2 separate regions of the Mus musculus genome follow, and region 1 is linked to region 2. A link is a contact called in public HiChIP or PLAC-seq data. All regions are on one chromosome and are shown on one strand. The core of a region is the stretch at or near the end of the contact, and the rest is flanking DNA. Distances in the headings are between cores, read along the strand shown.

Region 1 (6,483 bases), core at 1,963-4,462, 330 kb after region 2:
AGTCAGCAGTGAGCACCACACCTACGAGAAAGCTTTAATGAGAGCCTGTGTGCACGGTCCTCAACGTGCTCCTTGCAGGCTATGTGCTGCCTTAGCTGAGGAGTGCTGCTTTTATATAGACCATTCAGGGGTTGTTAAAGAGTCAATGGCCCAGGTAAGAGAAGGGCTAGCCAAGCGGAAGAGAGAAAGTGAACAGAGCCAGGGCTGGTTCGAGTCCTGGTTTAACTCCTCCCTTGGTTAACCACCCTCATATCCACCTTGTTAGGATCCCTAACTGCTCTCCTGCTATTGTTGACTTTTGGCCCCTACATTTTGAACCCCTTGGTCGCTTTTGTTAAGGAATGCATAGGTACAGTACAGCTAACGCTCTTAAAGCAGAAGATACAGAGAACTAGATACACAAGACCAGGAGTATGAGCTATCAGAACACCAGCAATAGCTTCAGGATTGAAACCTGCATAAAGAAAAGGGGGGAATGAAGAGGTCAGCTCAGACCTTTAGAGTTTTCCAAAATTCCACTGGACCCACCCCCTCCTGGAAGAGACAGGTCAGAGAGCACATAGGCCAGAAGGGAGAGGCTGAGTAAGCCCCTACTACCTCATTCCCTAAAGACCAATCAGTTTAAAGGGCGCACTGCTCCACCAATCATATTGTGCCTAGTTGCTGATGCTCTATTCTGCCCCTGGAAACCATATTAAAACTCACCAAACAGGCTGCTAGGGGCTGCTGCCTCTCCTTTGGGTCTGGGATGACCCCAATGCATGGAAACAATAAATCCCTCTTGTGTTTTGCATTATAAAAAAAAAGAGTATGGAAGAGGAAATCCCTATTCTTAGAAAACACAAACTGAGGAATGTAGGTATAAAATATCACAATGTATGTAATGTACCACACCCTCAGATAGTTCTAGAATGAGTGAATGTGTGTGTGTGTGTGTGTGTGTGTGTGTGTGTGTTGTGTGTGAAAAAAGTCCTCAATAGCTACAGCTAGCTAAATGAGTGTTCTGTGAAACTATTTTTATTTTTGTAACAACCTTTTTGCAAGTTTGAAATTATTTCCAAATTTGAAAATTTATTTAAAATGTTTGGGAGCCATAAACAAAATCCTTTGAGATAGTATCTGGCATACAGCAAGAACACAATATATAAAAATATTGCTCCCAGTAACACACAGAATTTACAAAGTTAAAATGATATACAAAAGTGTTAGGAAAGATAGGTAGCTACAACTGTAAATGCTGTGCTAGAGGAGAAAGCAGACTCGGGGTGAGCACGGGGTAAACACGGGGAGCACTTCAGAGCCAGAGGTTCAGTGACGTCACTTGTCGCCCTCCTGACTGCCCCGCTTCCTTCCAATGATGCAGTTTCTGTTCATAAACACAGTCACAGAAGCATCACACTGGTGCAGCATGTGGAATCCACACCTAGGATGCTGATGGAGAAACTAAAAACCAGGCAAAAATGTCTACTGACAAGAAATATAGAAACGGTAACATCTGCGAACAGTACAACAGTCTATATGCATAAGAATGGATGAACTGGAATGTCAGCACGTGGAAAAGTCTTAGTGGCATGATATCAGGTAGAGAAAAACTCAGATTACAAGAATATAATGTGCATCAATTAATTTTATCATGTTTAAATACACACGCACACGCACGCATGCACGCATGTGCGTCAAGAAAAGCAACAAAAAGGCTTTTGAAATCAGATTTGTTAGCACAGCCTGGGAGGCGCTGTGGGAGGAGCTGAAGGAGAGGACTGCAGACCTTCTATTGCTTATCAAATGATGAGTTCCTGGCTGTTAGCTTGCCTACTTACCTACATGCTATTTATGGTCTTGGTATGTATCAAAATATTTCACCATCAGTTAAAATTACTTAAGAATAATAAGATTAGGAAAGTGTATCCAAATCTAAGATCCCCTGTGGTAACTTCTGGAAGTAGTACTATAAAGGACTTTGCAGGGCTTTCCTAATGTGACTCTGCAGTTTAGCACACTGGCTGTTCCTCCAGAGGGCATGGGCTTGATTCCCAGCACCTATATGGGGCTCACAACTGTCTGGAACTCCAGTTCCAGGAGATCTGATGCCCTCTTCTGGCTTCTGTGGTAGACAGATGGAAAAGCAGGCAAAATACTCACACATATAAATTTAAAAATTTTTAAATGTAAAAGATGTTATTTGAAAACGTTAAAATCTTACTGCATCAAATGTTTACGCATTACCCTGAACTTTGCTATGCGTTAGAAGCAGATAGAGCAGCATCACTCCTGTCCTAAATTCTGCACAACTAAAACAACCGTCAAAAATCTATCAGAAAGACTGCCATGATAAAACGCTGGCAGGATGGCCCCGTAGTGAAGCACTTGCTGCACATGCCTGACTACCTGAGTTTCATCCCCGGACACCATGGAAGGAGAGCAGACTATAAAGGTGTCCTTTGACCTCCACTCGCACTACGGTCCATGTGTCCCTACCCTACCACTGCATGTACATATGCACACATATACACGGCAAACATAAAAATATAAAAGGAGAAACAATGGGGGAAATGGGATAAATGGGGAGGAAGAGAGGGACAATACAGAAGGGAGAATGGATAAATAACAATAAAATACTAAAGGTGTTTGAAATAACCATAAGGAATCATATTGTATATTTACCTAATACTATAAACATGTATGTATGCACACACACATAGCCACACACACACATACTCATACGTATCACAGACATATACACAATATAAGTGAAGTTATGATACACGGGGAGATAATGACCTCCCACAAGTCATAGATCTATCAAAAGCCCAGTACCAGGCAGAAGAAATCTTCTTTTGAGTTTTAGTTGTCAAGTTAGTCCAAGAGACTCCCAAAACAATACAGCTACTTACACTGCCCTTGGCTTCCTCCCCAAAGTTGAAGGTAAGTCCCTGATGCTGAAGACAACACACACTCTGGGGATTTGAGCTGGATCCAAACTGCAAGTCTCCTCCCTGAAAACTAGCTTTCTTAGTACCAGATGTTGATACACAAGCTGTCAAGGGAGGACAGCAGTCAAACCTCCTACCCAGCTCATCCTACAAACCACAATACTGAGCAACATGGTGAGATATTCCTAAAAGTGCAACAGCGCGCTACAATGTGGCAGTAAGGAAGAGCTCTGGAACTGGACCTGAGGCCCACTCAGCAGGAGGAAGCCATGCCCGGTGCTGTAACCTAGCCAACCACTGTGACTAGTGAGGTCGTGGATCTTAGAAAATCTACCACTACCACTTTCCTAAGCCAGGATAATTACTAACCGGTAAATGCCCATCCTTACATCCACAGATAAATGAAGCTCTTGCCTCTCCTCAAAGAATATCCTTTTGTAGAAGCCACAACTGCTCAAAACGCAGAGAACAGCTGCTTGTGGGGCACCCATTTCTAAATGATTCATCTGCAACACAGCTCCCACGGCTCAGGGAACATCACAGAAATGGGGAAGTCTGCTGAAAGATTATGTTTTCTAGATATGACAGGGAAGCTACACTAAGGAAATCTCCACAAGGCCTGAACATTACAATACCAGGTGACATACCAAAGTAGATAAGGTATGCCTCACAGGGCCCCACACCTAACCAAGAACTGTAGGCCACTAAGGAATGCAAAAGAGAGGAAGGGAAGGAGAAAGGGGTGGGGGAGGGAGGGAGAAAGAGAATGAATAAATTGGTCTTTCCCAGGAATGAGTGCTTTGACTATCCAATACTAAATGGTCTGCTCTTAAGTCAAATACACATCAGCAACACTAAATAGACTCAACAGGTTCCATTTATCTATTAGTTCACACACACACACACAAACACACACACACACACACACACACACACACATGTGCGCGCCAATAATAATAAAGTAAAAGGAAGGAGGGAATGAAGGGAGGTGCGGGAGAAGCTAAATGGTGTAACTGTATTTTAATTAAGAAAGAGAGAAACACTGAAGTAAACTGAAGTGAGCTGAATGCACACTCCCCAGTATTTACTATAGCAGTTCTCGGATGTAAAGCTCTGCTCCTCAACAGCTCGGACCGGCTGACTGGTTATGCAACGCTCTCTCTTCACTTTGTAAGAATCATTGTTGAATGGAAGGAAGCACATCAGGCTGGAAGAGGGTCTAAGTGAGCCCTGCCCCTGAATAAAACTGTAATCTAGACAGGAAACAAAATCAGTACCAGTTTCTGCTTCTGCTTTCAGCCAGGCCGAGGACTGAGCACAGCGTACAGAGGTGGAGTCAGGAAGGGGCACTGGGACCGCAGAGTCTCCTTCGCTACTGGTCCAGCTGACAGTGTCTGCAGAGCTCTTGACCACCTTTCTCTGAAATAAATTGTCTTCATACTTAATGCCTGGGGAAATAGCTACAAATAGTTGTTTAAAATCCCAACATTAAAGAATAAAGACATAGAATTCCAATATTAAAAATACAAAAAGAAAGCACTGCCTGTTAACAACCTTGCTTGAATGCCAGCAGTAACTAGGAGACATCTCTCTTATGAATAGCATCCTATGTGCCAATGCTCGGGCCTCCCTGTCTGGCTATACCACAAGACAGGAGACAGTGAATGGTATCAGAATCAATCCTGAAAATCTAGCACACTTTCACTAGTCACTGTGATATAAATATTTTACTTCCTAACATATTCAAAATAAGTACTTTAACATATTCTGTTCCTAGGTAGGAAAGACCACTTGGATGCCAGATTACAGACAGATGATGCTTACAGAAGTGAACCTATGGCACAAGCCCGTTCCTCGCTAGTACTGAAGGCTCTCCGTGCCCATCACTCACAGGTATTATACTAAGTTAAATGGTTATTAAAGCGCCAGTTCCAGATTTCAGACACCTAATAACTACCAAAGAAAAAGAACATGTGGGGTCACTATCTATCTTTCATTTGTCTCTGGAGGGGGACAGAAAGCACTGCCTCAAGTTTGCTTGAAATTCTCCCAAGAATATTTCCTTTTTCTTCTATCTATTAAGAACTATTTTATTAGTATCGTCTGATAAAATATTTTCTTAAAAATTGTCTTTCTCATTTCCTGCATCCTTTCCATCTTAGCAGGCTTTTTTTTTTTTTTTTTTTTTTGGTCCACTTAATTTCCATGAGCAATTCTAAATCCTGTGGGTTTAATAAGCTATAAATCAGTCTTTTGTATTTATGGAAAGTATATTGCAAAGGTGGAATCATTGACTGGCACTCAGTGTCCTGAGCTGTATTGGCTTCAAGAAGCAAATCACGTACTGCTTCTATGACAAACTGGAGATTAGGCGTTTCAAGTCATCTTCCTCAGGAATGGAATTTGACCCACCCAAGGACAGCTGTGAACATCTAAACTCTTAGCTGATTGTCTCATGTCCACAGCCACGAGCCAGATAGGTCACACAGATGAGCTCCCACTGCTTGTGCAATTCGAAGCCCTGAAAGAGCTCCAGATGAATTTTGCATTGACAGAAAATGAGAAGGCCTTGAAAATTTGCATTTTCACTATAGGAAAAGTCAAATTCCTGAGCATCTAAATAAGAATGTAATAAACATCTAGAATAACCACGAGCCAGTGAGGGTGGTGTTCCTTTTTACTTTTAAAGGCTCCTTGAGTCTTTTTTAAAACATTGGCATGATTCCTTCATCACCTCTACTCCTAAAACTGCTATTTTTCTTATTTTAATTCTTTGCCCCCAATATTCTCAATGAAGTATTAAGCAATGCTCTTGGGACGTGATCTCGCCAGTCATTTTTATTGCTGGGAACTATGTAATAGTAACACTGTTGTAAAAATAAAGAATAAGCGTATATACTAAGATGAGGTGGGCTGACCACATCGGTTCCTCTGACTCTGAAGTCCTGTCCTCTTTTCATATGTAGGATGCAGACAGGACAACAGATACCATGGTTAGGAGCTGGGCCAGGGAGCTAGATTCTCTTTTTCTGGATGGCCAACCCATAACACAGGCTTGCTCATAGCAACTCACTAATTTATCTCCCACACTGAACACCCATCCCCAGCTTATAAGCATTTCTAGTAGGCATTAGCACCAGATGCTCAAAAATGGCCTTGAAAAGCCTTTAATGATGACATCTTCCCAGACCCAAACTCTAATGTCTAAAGCTTCCCCAAAGGATATTATCAGACACTCCCCCACTTCTGGTCCTAAACACTAAAACAGACTGGCCATATACTACAACAGGATTCTGAAATCTTCACGAATGCTCCACCCATGTGATCGTAAATTGGTCAGACTGTTTTAACTGGTCTCAGGCAGTATTTGTGTGACTAAAAGAACACAGGGAATTCATTCTGTAAGCGCACACACATGAGACATCTATGAAACTGGACTCCGGGAATTTCAGTAAATGAATCAAACCTCTTGCTTGTTTCTTTTTAACAATTTTGGGACCTTAATGGCACTTTTTGTATAAGTAAGACATAAATTCACAAGGACAAGAAA
Region 2 (7,067 bases), core at 599-3,098:
TGTGTTCACTTCCTGTCAACTTGTTGCTTGCTCTGCCTCTTGACCTCTGGTTGACTTCACTTAATCCTGTTTACAATGAACAGAAAGCTCTTGGATGAAAGGTCTGTGCTAGACCACACCACAACTAGAAACAGGTCTGTCCAGTAAATAACACAATCTGTGGGTTCATAGTGTGATGACATATCCTGCAATAAACAAAACGAAACACCAGGAGAGGTACTATATGGAAAGAAGTGGTTTGGTGTCAGGAAAATGGGGTAAGCAGTTAAGAACTGGAGAATTGTGGTCAAAGCATATACACATTTATATGCAAAACTGAAGAGAATATATGTTTATCTATCTGTTCCCGTGGACATGATTGTTTGTGTGTATAAGGTGCCCTCCAAAGCCAGAGGACATAGTTGGGTCTCCTGGAGCTTGAGTCACAGGCAGTTGTGAATCACCAATGTGGGTGTTGCTAACCAAACTGGGTCTGATACAGGAACACTGAGTGCTCTTAACAGCTGAACCATCTCTCCAGGCCCAACAATAATCTTGTTTTAAAGGATTAAGCACCAATATTAAGATTTCTGAGAAGAAATAATGCACAGGAGCCCTCCTTACTAAACAATGCGATCACCATCTGTCTTAGTGTTCTACTGCTGTGAAGAGACACCATGACCAAGGCAACTCTATAAAGACAGCATTTAACTGGGGGCTTTCTTACCGTTTCAGAGGGTTAGTCCATTATCATGGTGTGGAGCAGGCGGGCATGGTGCTGAAGCAGTAGAAGGGAGAGGGAGAGTGGGGAGGGAGAAGGGGAGGGGGAGAAGAGAAAAGGGAGGGGGGAAGGGAAGAGGGGGGGGCAGGCGCACCTGTGAGGGCTTTTGAAACTCACGGTTAGACTCCAAGAATACAAAGGCTGGATCAATTTCCCTCATGGACTTTGAATCTAACCAACAAGTAGACATTAGGCAAGAAAATACATGCATGTGCAGACTGTAATAAGAAGAAATGTAAATAAAAACATTCTGAGAGTAAAGAGCCTGGCCACCACAGGTCTAACCCTAAACCCACCTAAAGGTGGAAGGAACAAGGAGAAGATAACCTCGCACTGGCAATGACCTGCAAGACACACAGACACATCGTGGGACTGCACAATAACAGATGCTTTAAAAGAGCTTCAAGAAGTGTAGTGTATTGCACACCCATCAGGGGAACCAATCGCCCCAATATGTATAGTCGGTATTTCTATAAAAGTGCCTTGGGCCTTCTATTTATCTTGAAAATCGAAGTGCACCACAACTTGAGTTCCACGTGTTTATGGTATAGTCCAGATAAAACCGGAGACTCCAGAAAGATCTTTAATTATCCTCTCTGGAAAAAAAAAGTTTGACTCCCAACTACCGGCGAGGGGGTGGGGGTGGGGGTGGGGGTGGGGGTGGGGGTGGGGGTTGGCTCCTTGTTGCTTTGGCTGAGGTCAAGGAATTTTAAAATGCCCTGCAGGTCCGGTGGTGGAAGGCAAAAGATCTGTTCAGGTCAGGGCGAGGAAAAGCACGTAGGAGGGCCGCTAGGCGGAGCGCGGGGCGGGGCAGCGGCCTCAGGGCCTGCAGGGCCTCCAGCGCCATGCCTCTCCTAAGCGTGCTGCTGCGCGCCCGCCTGCAGGCCGCTCTGCTCCGCGGGCGTGCGCTCGGGTCGGCGCGGAGCCGGAGCTGCCGAGGAAGCCGAGGAGCTCCGGCCGGGAGCGCGCGCGCTGGTGAGGGGGTGGGGGGCAGGGGCGGGAGCGCGCACGGGGTGGGGAGGATTAGGGCAGTTCGAGAGAGCGCGCTAGTGGGGGAGTTGGAGCGGGAGCGCGCTTGGAGGGAGCCCTGGTCTGAGCAGGTAACGGTGAGCCAGGGCCTGGCCTGCAGCGCGGGGACGAGTCCATTGCGGACCCCGAGGAGGGGAGCCTGGCGAGGTCGGTGCCTCCTCTAGGCCGCGCTCGAGCCCTTTGCGGAAGGCCGCGTCCCCTGTCCTGCGCGGTGGGCTCGTCCAGGCGGGAGATTTTCGGCGGGTAGGCTCTCGCACGCTCATTGCTTTCTGCTTTTTCCACGCCCGCCGCCATGCCCTGCTCGGAAGATGCCGCGGCCGTCTCTGCCTCCAAGAGGGCTCGAGCGGAGGATGGCGCTTCTCTGCGCTTCGTGCGGCTCTCGGAGCACGCCACGGCGCCCACCCGCGGGTCCGCGCGCGCTGCCGGCTACGACCTATTCAGGTGAGAGCCGTGGCCCGACGGCAGGAATGCAAACACCGAGCCCGGGTGCAGTCGTGGCTCCGCAGAGACCTGAGTTCACCTTGAGCAAATTCAGTAGGGGTTTGGGCGAGCGGAAAGTAAAGGGTTATAACATTTCCAAAGCGTTACTGTGCAGCGTGCGCTCCACCCTTTCCAAGTGGAAGGTCCGGATGTGCAAGGCTTATTCTTGACCGAAGTGTGACTGTCTGCAGTGTGCACGTTAAAGTCTAGGAAAAGGATCTATGGAAGCTGTGTACTTCTCTTATCCCGTCCAAGGACTGGGAACTTAAGGAGCTCCATCCAGGGCTAGCTTATGAGGTGGCTCAGTGTAAAGTCACCAAGCCTAATGACCTGAATGTATGCATCTAACATGCCCTGTCTTGGGAGAAATTAGATACTATGGCCATTTTCTACATAAGCGGGTGTTTGCTGTGTATTGGGAATGGCTGATGTTACAGAGTGAAAATTCCGTGTGACTGAACGTACTCTTCTACCACATGCCAGACTTCCAGCGCTGCTCATTGTAAAGTCTGAAGTTTCGTTGGATCAGGAAGGGAGCTGCAGTAATAAGAGACTACAGTAGTATTTGGTAGATGGACTTTCTAAAATCGCTTGTGATCAGAGTCCACCCCCAAGAGCTGCTCTGGGAGACCAGCTCTCTTCGGCCACTGAAGTTCACAGCCATAGCGTGGAAGGCAGGGGGAATGCAGTGCATCTCTGCCTCTCACCTGTGTTTTTTTAACATTTTCTTCGGGAGGTTCATTCTCATCAAGAGAAGCGTTACAAAAGTAAAGTATAGGTTTATATGCGTTCGCAGGCTCGAAGTGTGCCTAGCGGAGTGAGGCCCATTGAGTGTTAGATGTTTGCTCTTTGGTTGGCTTTTCATATTCTTTCTATGAATTAAGTCTGCCTTCCTGCTCCTCATGCTAATTTGCCAGCCTTCACTTTCAGAGACAAAAACCACAGAACACATAGCAGAGACAATGTTGGCATCTCCCTGTTCCCCACTCCCACATTCAGGGTTTTGTCTTCTTGCTCTGCCTAGGTGCTAGGATTAAGGGCCTGAAGCCATCTTTCTAAAGCTAAAAGAAAGTGCCTACTACCTTGTAAGTAAACCTTTTTAGGTGAGTTAGGAATCTGCCATAAGGTTGTTTATAGGATCTGTTTATATGAAGTAATGGCACGCATTTTATATGCATTAGCGTAAGAAGGAATGTTAAAAACACTTTAAAATACTGATTTGCCTTTCAGTGCCTATGATTATACAATATCACCCATGGAGAAAGCCATCGTGAAGACAGACATTCAGATAGCTGTCCCTTCTGGGTGCTATGGAAGAGTAGGTAAGTAGCTAAAGAAGCCGGTAACTACTTCTCATACCGGTCCTTTATGATAGCGTCTGTCATCTTAGTGTCCTTAGTGTCGTGTGGCCACAGTGAAGAGATAATGCTTAGCCCATTTTAAAAACAAAACAAAACATGGATTCACGTGTCTGCTTTTCCTTTTTTTTGACTTTGTATTTCAAGTATGTTCTCGAGCTAATAGGATGATCACATTGACCCAGTTGTTGGCTCTCATAACTTCACAGAAAAGCGCAAAGTTTAGGTGTTCTTTAGTTGGAGCTTTTCCAGTCTACAAATGAGGTCACATTCTTTTTAAATAACTATTTGCATAAGAAGATGGGGCCATAGAGTGATGGGTTTTTGGCATTTTATATTATAGGGGAGAAGCTGCCAGATTGTCTCAACCTACTGAACCTTGGCTTGTCTGCCTCCTAGAGATTAGAGTGAGGGGCCGTCCACTCTAGAGAAAAACCTTGTATCAGTTACTGCTGAGGAAAAGGGGGCTGTGAGTTCGTGGGTTTGGATTTTTCTAGGGCATGTCACTTGTCTAGAGCGTGAATTCAAAACTTGCCAAAAATATGAATGCTTTTTGTAGCTTAAAAAAAAATAGGAGAGAAAAATATCAAGTCCTCGGATAAGAAACCATAGCACTGCCTTATGCATTGTTGAACCTCCGGTACTTTGGCCGCCCAAAAAAGCAAAATGGGTTTTCCTGGTCTCTAGCATCATTGAATTAAAGTCCCAGGCCAGAAAAGCAAAGAGTTGGAAAGAGGTACCATCTCAAGAAGAGGTAGCAGCTATTGACACAGCGCCTTCTACAGGTTACTCTGAAACATAGTTTTAGATACTAGGATTACTGAGGTGGGCCTGTTGGCCAGGCCAGCAAGAAAGCTATAAAATGCTTCCCATTTTTAGAATTGAAAATGTACAAGAGTTTGATATTTGATGCATAGCTATACATATTTTAGTTCATCAATGTGAGGGCTTTGGCCATTACTCATGTTCCATGCATACAGGTCTCCTAACCTGAATAATGAAGAGAAGCCCCGGGTTCTCTCCTAAGCTCTGCTGTTCAGTTACCCTGATTCCTTCTTCCCATCTAGGATCTGCATATTCAACTCTCCAGTCTTGAACCACAAGCTGGGCCAGAAAGATGGCTCAGTGAGAAAAGCACTTGTCACAAAAGCCTTGACGCAAGTTCCATCCCAGGGAACCTGCGTTTGCAGAGTTGTCTTCTGACCTGCCCCACACATCATACACTTAGGCAGTCATGATGAGTGACTGGGGGTGTGTGTGCTTGCTTACTTTCCAGCTCATTCCAGCAATCCATAGCTTGCATCTGCAAGTCATGTGGTCGGGCTTTGAGATTGTTTTTAAACTTTCTAAACTAGCTCTCCAACTTTAGTGGTATAGTATGATAAATGTACTCTTTAAGAATGATCTGTTGAATGCCAGGCGTGATAGCGCACGCCTTTAATCCCAGCACTTGGGAGGCAGAGGCAGGCGGATTTCTGAGTTCGAGGACAGCCAGGGCTATACAGAGAAACCCTGTCTTGAAAAATCAAAAAAAAAAAAAAAAAAAAAAGTGATCTGTTGAAATTAAGATGAATATGTGAACATTAGAGGAGACCATGGTATTTAAATTATGCCAAAAATAGTGTATCGTTTCCCCTTACCATTTAAAATAGCCACTGTTTTCTGATTTTGTCTTTTAGCTCCACGTTCTGGCTTGGCTGTAAAGCACTTCATAGATGTAGGAGGTAACATTTCTTTATTCTATGAAATTTTGTAGTATCCTTGCCACTGGGAATTCGTAAGTCTGAATATGCAATAGCATTGTTTGATGGTGTCTAATTTTTAATGATCATATTATGTGAAATGCATATTATCTACTAATAGCAGGCACAGTGTGATGAAGGGGTTTTACCTTGCTGTCCTGATAATCTACACCTTACTGCAAAATTGATTCTTAAGCTAGGAAAACCTTCTGTGTGGCTATTGGGTTATAGTTTGCTGAACTAATAATAAGCAAAAGGTTCTGGAAAGGCATTTCCAGTTTGTAAAGGTTTTCTTAGCTCTGGGAGAAGGAAAGGCCGGACTTGTTTTGTAAAGTGGAACAAGGTACTTTCCCCCATGTTGCTTTCCTGCATTTACCAAGTGTCTTCAGAGACACCTGTTACCCGTGTTGCCTTTGTGGCTGTGTTGTCTAGTAGCCAACTTTGCTACAGGTGTAGTTCCTAGCCATACATTAATATGTAAAGAGTCTTCTCTTTCCTGATAGGCTTCTTCACATATGTATTGATTTCGTGTATGCCAGCCTTTTGCCTGTGTGTTTGTATATATACGCACTGTGTGCATGCCTGGCTCTCCTGGAGGCCAGGATGGGGTACCATCCCCTGGACCTGGGGTTACAGAAGGTTGTGAGCTGTCCTGTGCATGCTGTTAACTAACCTAAGGGTTCCTCTGCAAGACCAACAAGTGGTGTTAATCACTGAACCATTTTTTTTTTGTGGGTGATAGATTATTTTTTCTCCACCACTAGTAAAATGAGCCAATTCAAGCCAGATTAGATTATATTAAAAGCGGGATTATTGGGAAGTTGCTCTTGGGCAAGTTCACCGGCCCCAAGGATTGAGGTTGGAGGGAAGAGAGAAAGGGAGAGTGCATAGAGAGACAAGGAGGAGACCAAAATGTCTGGATTAGATAATAGGCTGGCGCCCCCTCTGGCCAGGGTATGCCAGGTAGTGAGGCCTGGCCAGATATGCTTTGATGTGTAAAATACGCACTTCAATCCCTTGTCCCAGGCAGGGTCAACAACCAAACCTCTGGCCCAAAGGCTAGGTATATTTGTTTCTGATCTTTTATTGGGGCACATAGCTTGACCTTTGCCTTCATCCAGTGCTTCACTTCAGGCATGCTAGCCCTCACATATGGGTATGCTAGATTTTCTTGCAGCCATTTTTTTGCAGAACCATGCCTCCCAAAATGGTGTTGTTTTTTAAGATGAGAAAACTGGCTTAGAAATGTGTTTCTAACAGCAGTATTGTCACCAGTGGGTTAAAGCCACCGACAGGCTTACTGTCCTGTATTAACTGCTCTGTGCCAGTGTAGGGGTTAATTTAGTACCCACTGACCTACTGTTTTGGAAGGAACTGGTGTCTCCCATGGTGTCACTAGGTGGTGCTGTGGGGCAAGGCAGATAGATAGATTTCTGATCTGTGTAGCCTCAAGGTTGATATTTATGTCCTCTCTGGTTGAGAATTCCCAGGGCTTAGTGAGTTACATTTAATTTTCAAAAAATACTTGTAGAGGCCAGAAATGGTTCAGCAGTTGAAAGCACTGGCTGCTCTTCCAGGTGACCTGGTTCAGTTCACAGCCCCCTTGTGGAAGTTCAGCTGCCCGTGTCTGATGCCCTCTGTGACCTCCTCACGCACTGAATGCACGTGGTGAACAGACTTTGAAGCAGGCAGAATATC

Evidence for each region. HiChIP or PLAC-seq counts read pairs in DNA pulled down with a chosen protein or histone mark.
Region 1: a contact with region 2 is called in an H3K4me3 HiChIP or PLAC-seq map of bone marrow-derived macrophages, with 3 times the contacts expected there. The contact joins the enhancer-like site here to the promoter of Dut in region 2. A contact is called at or near these places in 9 of 39 promoter capture datasets (3T3-L1-derived adipocytes, the HPC-7 cell line, HPC-7-derived erythroid cells and 6 more), 1 of 15 datasets of contacts at CTCF or cohesin (large pre-B cells), 11 of 115 datasets of contacts at active chromatin or transcription factors (bone marrow-derived macrophages, embryonic basal ganglia, embryonic stem cells and 5 more) and 1 of 9 other capture datasets (embryonic stem cells).

The regions. Positions count from the first base shown.
Region 1 is chr2:125,572,504-125,578,986 of GRCm38.p6, forward strand. It overlaps Cep152 (centrosomal protein 152), which reads right to left. Exons shown (of 28, transcript NM_001081091.1): 22 at 4,211-4,352. Among named protein-coding and RNA genes, the nearest start is that of Cep152, 49 kb to the right of the region's middle. Within about 2 kb of position 3,213, at least 14 of the 459 cell types and tissues checked have an H3K27ac peak or open chromatin away from gene starts, as enhancers often do. A contact at or near this core is called in bone marrow-derived macrophages, where this site is marked.
Region 2 is chr2:125,245,667-125,252,733 of GRCm38.p6, forward strand. Dut (deoxyuridine triphosphatase) reads left to right here and starts at 1,849. Exons shown (of 6, transcript NM_023595.6): 1 at 1,849-2,230; 2 at 3,500-3,591; 3 at 5,307-5,351. The coding sequence starts at 2,082.